Linked DNA regions of Capra hircus: region 2 is linked to region 1. The links are chromatin contacts, called in public Hi-C maps. All regions are on one chromosome and are shown on one strand. Each heading gives the region's core, a stretch centred on a gene start, on an enhancer-like site or on the middle of the called end of the contact. The rest is flanking DNA. Distances are from core to core; before and after follow the strand shown. Region 1 holds the start of LOC102177994. Region 2 holds the start of TLDC2 (TLD domain-containing protein 2).

The links. Hi-C and Micro-C count contacts between places; a contact is called where the count stands out from the background.
Region 2: a Hi-C map of blood shows a contact between it and region 1, with 2.0 times the contacts expected there. The contact joins the promoter of TLDC2 here to the promoter of LOC102177994 in region 1. A contact is called at or near these places in 2 of 5 Hi-C or Micro-C datasets (both in blood).

The regions. Positions count from the first base shown.
Region 1 is chr13:65,269,796-65,274,482 of ARS1.2, reverse strand. LOC102177994 reads right to left here and starts at 2,180. Exons shown (of 4, transcript XM_005688679.3): 1 at 1,860-2,180. The coding sequence starts at 1,973.
Region 2 is chr13:65,480,423-65,485,109 of ARS1.2, reverse strand. It overlaps TLDC2 (TLD domain-containing protein 2), which reads right to left and starts at 1,803. Exons shown (of 7, transcript XM_018057826.1): 1 at 1,618-1,803. It overlaps SAMHD1 (deoxynucleoside triphosphate triphosphohydrolase SAMHD1), which reads left to right. Exons shown (of 16, transcript XM_018057823.1): 16 at 725-946. The coding sequence ends at 781.

The sequences.
Region 1 (4,687 bases), core at 931-3,430:
AATGCATGCATTATCTGGAGGGGGCACCACAAGAGAGCCTTTCGTATCAGGTGAGGAACAAAATCTTTCTGCTAAACTCATCTTCCAGAGAAATTTCCCCCCAAAGCAATGGTATTTGGTTCTCCAATCTCCACATCTTCTTCTTATACTAAATTGTGGTAAAAAAAATGATACATATTTACTTATCTTGGGACATCCCTGGTGGCTCAGACAGTAAAGAATCTGCCTGTAATGCAGGAGGCATAAGAGACGTGGGTTTGATCCCTGGGTCGGGAAGATCCCCTGGAAAAGGAAATGGCGACCCACTCCAGTATTCTTGCCTGGGAAGTCTCATGGATAGAGGAGCCTAGTGGGCTCCAGTCCATGAGGTCAGAGTGAGAGAGTTCTTGTAACACGTGAGGAACAAGTTTAGCAGAAAAGCTCCCTGCTAAACTCTTCCTCCAGAGAAATTTTCTCCCAAGACAATGGTTTTGGTTCTCGAATTCTTCTTGTACTAAACTGTGCTTTAAAAAAAAGATGATATATTTACTTAAGTGATGGCTTCCAGGGTGTTGTGCTCTAGATAAAAATTTTAGAAAAATCATTTACCTTTTTTCCCCCAGAAGCTACAAAAATGAAATCGCTGTGACAGTTACTGAGCTACTGGCCAGTTATGTGACCTGGGGATACCTGGACAGACTAGCCACAGGCGGAAGGGCTGACTGTGAACCGATTCACTACCACTTCCCCACACAAGGAATTCTAAGTCAGTCACAAAGGAGGAGGCTGAATTAGAAACCAAAGTGAAGAAGGTGCCAGCACATCTAATTTTCATACAGGAACATGGAAGATTCAGGTTTCTGACCTTTCCTGGACCGCAGAAACCAGTCCTTACACAAAGAAAGCAAGCCATGACACAGCAAATCAGGGAGGTTTCACGGCAGCTGGGCAGGACAAGGGCACTTTCAGGAAGTGCCTCCCATTCACCCCCGCCCCCTTACAGAACCCCAGGAAAACCTATTTCATCATTCCAAAAAAAAAAAAAGGGAAAGACTGCAGGTACAACAATCTTTTCAGGCCAACTGGAATCAAGCTATGTGCAATAGTTCCTTCCCCACCATGGAGCAGAGGTGGGGAAGCGCTCACACTCAGATCTTCTGAATGCATGTGACCACTAAGGACATCCTGAAGTTCCCCAACCATTCCTCACACACATTTGGTGGTGTCTCTTCCACCCATACTCCCCACCACACACATGCACTAACGCTCACCCCTGAAAGGTGGTCTCAGTCTCCCCTCTTAACTCTCACACTTATTAGGGTATTCAGTTTTCTCATTTGACAGGAAAGCAATGGCAGCTCACCTTTGGTGAGCCTCACTATGTGCTAAGCACTTTAACGCAGCAGGTACCCCACCTCAGAGTTTTTTTTGAGACTCAAGTGAGATGATACACAGAGAGAACCGGACACATAGTAAGTATTCAATAGACGTCTGCTCTGGTTACTGCTCCTGCCAACGACGCTGGTACAACATCAGTCACTTACTCAAGATCCTGCTGGCACTAAAAGACGGAGATGGAATCGAACTCAGCTCAGTTTTGCTGTTCAGGCAGCGACCTGCCTGAGGGGACAACTCCTCCACCCCTCCTCGCGGCTTCCCGAGTGACCCAGGCGATTTCACCCTTCGACCACTCTGTGATGAGCCCCGAGCCTGACAGCTGGGCCCGCGCAGTTCGCCCCGCCATCCTTGGGCCACTCGCCCCGCCACCCCGAACACTCGGCCAGGCCCGGACCGGGGCAGGGGCAGGATCGGGCCTGTCCTTTCGTCCCCGAGTCCCAGCTGGCTCCTCGAACGTGCGCCCCCGCTAGGCCCCACCGCACCTTGTCTTCCCAGGCCGCGTCGCTCCGCAGCACCTTGCTCCAAACAGAGACTTTGAGGGCCCCGTTGGCCAGCTGCGGCTGAGACGGCTCCTCCTTCCGCCGCCCGCCGCTCATCCTCCCGTCGCGCCGCCCGGGCCGGGCCTGGGGCGCGCGGGCCGATCTAAAAGGGGTCGGGGTCGCGGGTCACGGAGCGCGGGTCGGCGGTGGCGGCGACAGCGACAGGCTCAGCGGATCGGTTCAGCGGCGCCCCTCCGGCAGCCTGCACTTGGCCAAACACCCGGGCTCTGTTGGCTCGGTAGAGACCAAGCGCGCGGAAGGCGGAGCCACGCAGCGCCGCGCGTCCTCCTCCCGCAGACGTGCATACGCAGCCAATCAGCGGCCGCGCAGCTGTCCGAACGCAGGACCAGACGCCGCTTCGGCGCAAGCGCATTATGCGCGGGGACGTGACGGCAAGCTTCCGCTGACCCCGCAGTAAGGTGAGAGGGAAGGGACAATCTTGGTAACGACGACGCCATGAGCGCCAGGAGGCGCAGCGGAAGCATAAGAACGATGTCACCGAGGAAGGCGAGGTTAAACAGGAGCTTCATCCAGTCCGCCACAGCTTGTCCCTCGAGCAGCGGGGCAGAACACGGCCCTGCCTTACCCGAGGCGTCCTTTGGAGCCCAAGCCTTGCTCCCCGGGGGCCCCAAGTTGCCCCTCAGGGTTTAGCCCTTGCTTGTTTTCCCCGAACCTTGCAAGTCCCTTAGGACCTTGTTCAAAAAGTTCATTGTTTTGTGTAGTAGTAACTTTAGTGTCTCTAAATGCCTAGCGTCCTCTTTTGACAGATGTGAGCCCTGAGATCCAAAGAGGGGAAATGATTTTCTAAGGCTTTCGAGCGTGTTGGAACCAGCTGAGGACTCCTCAGGGGAGAAAGGTGGCATCAGAATATCTGAGCATTCTTCCAGCGAGCGTGTCCTTGCTACGCGCTTGGTTAGTGGTTCACAAGTGTGGTTCTGGACCAGCAGCAGGTGCATTACCTGGGAATTTGATTAGAGATTCAGATTCTCAGATCCCACTCAGACCCATTGAATCAGAAATTCTGGGGTGGGGCCCATAATCAGAGTTTCAGCCAGCCCGCCAGGTGGTGCCCTGCGCACACTGTGCAAAGTAACAAGGCGCATGAGTCCTGTGTGGTAGGTTTATACAGGCAAAGTAACCTGCTCTGAACCACTCAGCTAGTATCTGGGTCTGTCTGATTTCAAAATCTGCACCCTGGGGAGTTTCCTGCAGGTCCAGTGGTTAGAACTCGATATGCTTTCTCTCCCGTGGAATTTGGTTCAATCCCTGGTACCTGAAAAAAGACCCCGCAAACCAGAGGGGCGCCAGAGATGATACTGCAACAGACATTACTTTGTCCTCACCTGGTGGTATGGCCATATACCTGACATGGGTGTACACCTTTCGTCCTAACTTTCACATTATCAGCCCTCCCTCCTCTGAACCATCTCCCCTATGCAAACCTAGAGTAAAGCCTAACCAGCTCACTCCAGTTTGGACATGCATCACTGATATAAAACCTATTTTACAGACTCCCTGATGGCATGCAGTGCTGGAGACAGATCATTCTATCCCAGAATGTTGGAAGAATACCTGGCCTGGAGCCAAAGACAGAAAAAGTTAAGTTTTTAGCCTGCTGGGTCTAGTGGCAGAGGATTGTAATGGGGAATCTGATGTGGGCTGTTAGGGAACTGAACTCGGAGGGAAGAGTAGGAGTTAAGAAGAGGAAGAGGGAGGGGAAAGGAGGAGAGTATTCCAGGAGATGAAACCACGTCTGCTATTGGTGAGGAATAAATCCACAAGTTAGGGTCGGAAGGGGAGACTCGTGCTGAATAAGGTTCTTCCAGTTTTATTGAAAAGTGATGTGCAACACTGTGTAAGCTTAAGGTCCACGGCATGATGGTTTGATTTTACGTATATTTTGAGATGTTTACCAGAGTAGGATCGGCTAACACCCACCTTCTGAGATAGATAGAATAAAGAGATAAGAAAGACAAATATGGAAAAGGAAAAAGAAAATCTGTGATGAGAACTCTTAGGATTTACTCTTTTTTTTAATTTAAAAATTATTTATGTATGTATTTTTGGCTGCACTGGGTCTCCATTGCTGAGCTTGGGCTTTCTCTAATTGCAGCAAGTGGGAGCAGCTCTCTAGTTGTAGAGCATGGGCTTCTTATTGAGGTAGCTTCTCTTGTTCCACAGCATGGGCTCTCGGGCCACGTGGGCTCAGCAGTTGTGGCACGTGGGCTTAGTTGCCAGGCAGGTAGAATCTTCCTGGAGCAGGGACTGAACCTGTTTCCCCTGTATTGGCGGATGGATTTTTAACCACTGGCCCCCCAGAAAAGTCCAAAATTTCACCATATTTCAGTGTGTAGCTCTGTGACCCAGTGCGGTACATTTGCTGGTGGTCGCATCCATTTTCAGAACACTTTCATCATACAAAACTGAAACTCGGTGCTCACTAAACTATTAACTCCCTACTCTCCCTTCCCCTCAACACGTGGCAATTACCGTTCTACTTTGTGTCTCTGAATTTGACTGAGTTCCCCGTGAAGAGGGTAATTGCAGCATCTGTCTTTTTCTACTCGCTGATTTCCCTTAGCACTACATCTTCAAGGCTCATCTGTGTCATAGCATGCCAGCATTTCCTTTTGTAAGGTTGAATGATAACTTTCTTAAATGTCCACAGTGTATACATTCTGTTTATCCACTTATCTGTTGAGGGATACTTGGGCTGCCTCCACCTTCTTGCTATTGTGAATACTACTACAATGAATAAGTGTACAAAGCAT
Region 2 (4,687 bases), core at 554-3,053, 210 kb before region 1:
TTATAAAAGAATAAAGAAAACTACAAGAATATTCATAATTCTACCTCTTAGAAATAAACTCTCAGCCCCTACAGGTTTATTTTGTCACCTTTTACATTTATAAATAGATCATACAGTGTGTTGCTTTATAAGGTGTTTTGTCAAGCTTAACAAAAGAAAAGTTTCCAATTACATTCAGTACCCTTTGAACATGTGATTGTTTTTTAATGTATTTATTTAATTTGGCTGTGCTGGGTCTTAGTTTCAGCACACGGGATCTTTTTTTGTTTATTTCATGTGGGCTCTAGTTCCCTGACCAGGGATTGAACATGGGCCACACACACACACACACACACACACACACACACACCCCACCCCGTGTAGGGAGTGTGGAGTCTTAGCCACTAGACCACCATGAAAGTCCCATGAACATGTGATTTTTAATGGCTGCATATTGTTTCATCACAGGATGTACATCATTTCTCAAGTGTTTGACATTGTTTGCTTATAATTTTCTGTGATTATAAGCAAAATTATAATAAACTTTCTTGTTCATAAATCTGATTATATTTTTTATGATAAATTTCAAAAGTTGAATAATGGATCAAAGGGTGTTCACACATGTTTTTCCAACTGTTTCCAAGGAGGCTTCCCAGAGCTTAAGGCTGACCAACGTCTGGATATCTTTCAGGAATCTCAAGGTAATATCTTTCTGATCATCATGTTTTACGTCCTTAAATTACAGATAAAGAAACTGCCACTCAGAAAGTTGAAGAAGGAGCTAACCACAGCCACAGGATAATATAACACAGTAAAAAGAGCACAGACTCTGGAGTCAGGGAGTCTAAATCCTGTGTGACCTTGGGCAAGTTACTTAACATCTCTGTTCTGTCTCCTTGTCTGTAAAATACTAATACCTGTTTACCTGATAGGGCTGTTGTGAAAATAAATGAAGGTAATGCCTGAAGGGACAACTCATTGGAAAAGACCCTGATGCTGGGAAAGATAGAGGGCAGGAGAAGGGGGCGACAGAGGATGAGATGGTTGGATGGTATCACCAACACAATGGACATGAGTTTGAGCAAACTCCGAGAGATAGGGAAGGACAGGCATGCTGCAGTCCATGGGGCTGCAGAGAGCTGACACGACTGAGCGACTGAACAATGCCTGAAGAACTAGGAGGCTGAACCAGGTCTCCATCCTCCTGTTCTGAGTTCAGTGAGATGACACACAGTGCCTGGTGTTTGGTGAAAAAGTGAAAGTGTTAGTCGCTCAGTCATGTCTGACTCTGCGACCCCATGGACTGTAGCCCGCCAGGCTCCTCTGTCCGTGGGATTCTCTGGGCAAGAATCCTGGAGTGGGTTGCCATTTCCTTCTCCAGGGGATCTTCCCAGCCCAGGGATCAAACCTGGGTCTCCTGCATTGCAGGCAGATTCTCTACCGTCTGAGCCACCATGGGTGCTAGATAAGTGGCAGTGCTTAAGGCCATCCCCCGACACTGCCTCTTTGGGAGATTCAGGGCTCAAATCACTGACAAGCGGCCACTCAGTCTCCACCCGAGCACCTTGGGGACAGTCACTTGGTCACTTGCAGGGGTAGGTAGCTCAGTGGGGCAGTGAAGGGCAGGAATGTACTCACTTTGCCAAGTCTCGACCTCTGGTGACCTCTTCCAGCTTGTCCAGCCTGATGGCTTCCCTAGTACATCTCCGGAATCCCACAGAGAAGGGGCCACTTCCCGAACCGACCCTGTCCACCTAGAGGTCTGTACAAAGCAGTTTTAGCTCTGTACCCTGGTTCTCTGGCAGACAGCTGTCACTTCTGCCCCAGCCAGGCTCCAGCCCTCCTCTCCTGGCTCTTATACCTGCCCAGAGGGTGGCATGCCCTGGCCCCGAGCCTGCTCCGGTTTCAGCCAGAAGGACCTGGCTGTGATTATAATCCATCAGAAACTCAAATCCCACAAACAAGAGCTTCTCACCTCGGGTCCCTGCTCTGCCCCTACCAGCCCAAAGAGGTGGGATTTACTGAACTCCTGGGCTCGTCCTGGAGCCTCTCACCCACAGCTACTGAGCGCCACGTGGTGCCTGAAGCCCATCATGGAAGGCACTTCCCTTAAGGGGCGCAAATGTTACAGGAAAGGGTCAAGCCGTGGGGCCACATCCACCTCCCTGTGCTTCCGGGGAAACCTGGGGCTCGGTGGGTGAGGAGAAGCCACCCTGCTCTGGTCCTGTTTCCCTTCTCTCACATGGGGGAGGTGATTCTTACTGGCCTGTCATGATATGGAAGGACAGGAAGCCCAGTATCTGGCTCACAGTAGGCATGCTCTCAGTTCAGGTAGTTCTCTGTCCCAGGCTCATAGTGGGACTTCAGTGAATGCTGCTGTTGAAACACAGAACCTCAAAGTTGGAAGGGGTTTCAGCCAGTCCCAGACCAAGTGACCTCCATGCAGGGCAGGAAGTCATGAAAAAATATGCCCAGCAAGGGTCCCCCAGCCTGTTTGGGGTGGGTGAGCCCACTCCTTGGGTGGCTCACACCCTTGGACGGGCCAGCTGCCCGCTGGGGGACCAGGGTACAGAGCTACAACTGTTTCACGCAGACCTCCAGGTGAACAGGGTCAGTTCTGGAAGTAGCCCCTTTTCTGCAGGATCCAGGAAATGTGGGATGGGAGCGGGGGGAGGGGCGGCTGTAAAAACCCCTTCCTGCTGGCCTTGGTGGAAAGGACTTGGGTCTCCAGATCCTTTCTCCATGGCCAGGTCTCCTGGGGCAACGCCCTAACCAGGAAGATAGGATACTGAAAGGACTTGTATTAATATTATGGGGAAAACATTCAAGTGATGGGCCCTGTTGCCATCTCAAACAAGGCTGTTGCAATATGTGTTTGAACTGTTAACAGCCTGGAGGTCACATGTCTGGCCCTCCTGCTCTCACAGCCCCACTCCCAAATCTTTTCCCTCCACACTCGATTCCTGAGCCTTTGGGCACTTTGGGAGACCAGTGAGGTGTGCCTTGCTGTCCCATTCTTTGTCCTTAAGTCTAGAATGTGACCTGGCAAGAAAGCTAATTGCCACGAAGTGTGTTCAGTCATGTCTGACTCTTTGCGATCCCGTGGACTGTAGCCCACCAGGCTCCTCTGTCTGTGGAATTATCCAGGCAAGAATACTGGAGTGGGTAGCCATTCCCTTCTCTGGGGAATCTTCCTGACCCAGGGATGGAACCTGGGTCTCCCACATTGCAGGCCGATTCTTTACCATCTGAGCCACCTGGAAGCCCAAATCGCATGTAATTGGCTTCTGAAAAGCTTCCACGATCAGATTCTAGATGCCAGAGGGTTGAACATCCCAGCTCTGCCTTGCAGCCTGCCTTCTCCTTTCTCCACCAGACCACACGCCGCCTCTTTTAGCACGGCAGCAGTCATCACCAGGAAACAATTTCAATGTCCCGTACAAGGGGAAAAGGTTAATCGACCCGTGGAACATCCACTCTGTGCATTATTTCTAAGAATTAAAAGCGATGTTTGCCAAGAGTTCATAAATGCACAGGAAAATGCTTCTGCTACTCTGTAAAATGAAAAAAGCAGATATAAAATGAGATGTGTGGCACAGTTTCCGCTACGCAAAATAAACCCTTAGACATTGGGAGAAAAGGGAGAGGATACACCTGGTGGCTCGCTGGGCTGACTGGCTTCGCTCTGAGCTGTGGGTGGGTGCATGATGTACCCCCTCGGCATCCTGGGAGCTCTGATCTCCGTGCTCTGGTCCCTGTAATGGACCATCTTTGCCCCCCTCACGCACCATTGCCACTCCTTTGGCTCCTCACTCTCAGCTGGTGACTTTGTTCCTCTTTGAGAAAATGGAAGCCATCAGTCCCTCCCTCACCCTTCCGATAGACCCACCTGCATCTCACCCATCTCTTCTGCCTGCCTTCCGGGACAATGAAGGAACAGCCTCTGTTCCCTTCCGAAGCCAGTCCCTGGGGTCCCCCTAGATTTCTCACTCTCCACTTTTCTCTGCCTCATCCATCTCTTGCTTGCCCCTGCCTCTCACGTGACCACGACGGCTCCATCCTCGTCTCCCTACATTCCACCTCCTCCTCCTGGTCACTGTTCAATCCCTGGCCTTTGACATCTGTCCTGACCACCCCTGCTCTTGTCTCTCTAGGCTGGGGGCGGGGGGACACACTTTTCTGCTCTCATCTTCCTCCAGCCCCTCTGCTATTTGACAGAGTGATTCTCCCTCTCTTACATTTACTCCTTCAGTGGCAGCTCCCCTGCTGTCTTTTGTGGCTGGTGTCTCGTCTCTTACCCACTTTTTAGAACCAGGGATTCCTTTTTAATTTTCTACTTTATTAAAGAAATGATATATGGAGATAGCTTTATTTAATAAGATTCGAACAATTAATGATAGACATTCTAGAAGCAGTTGTTGAAGGCCTCTTTCATCCTGTCTTCTCCCAATCTCATCCACGCTTGGAGGGAACAACTACCAATTTTTTTTCATTTTTAAATTTTACTTTTTGTTTTAAATTGAAGTATACTTGTACAGCATTATATAAGTTACAGGTATACGTGATAGTGACTCACAATTTTTAAAGGTTGCACTCCATTTATGGTTATTATAAAACAGTAGCTATATTCCCTGTGTTGTACAATAAGCCCTTGTTGCTTTATTATTATTATTATTTTGGGAGGTGCGTGCCACATGGCTTGCAGAAT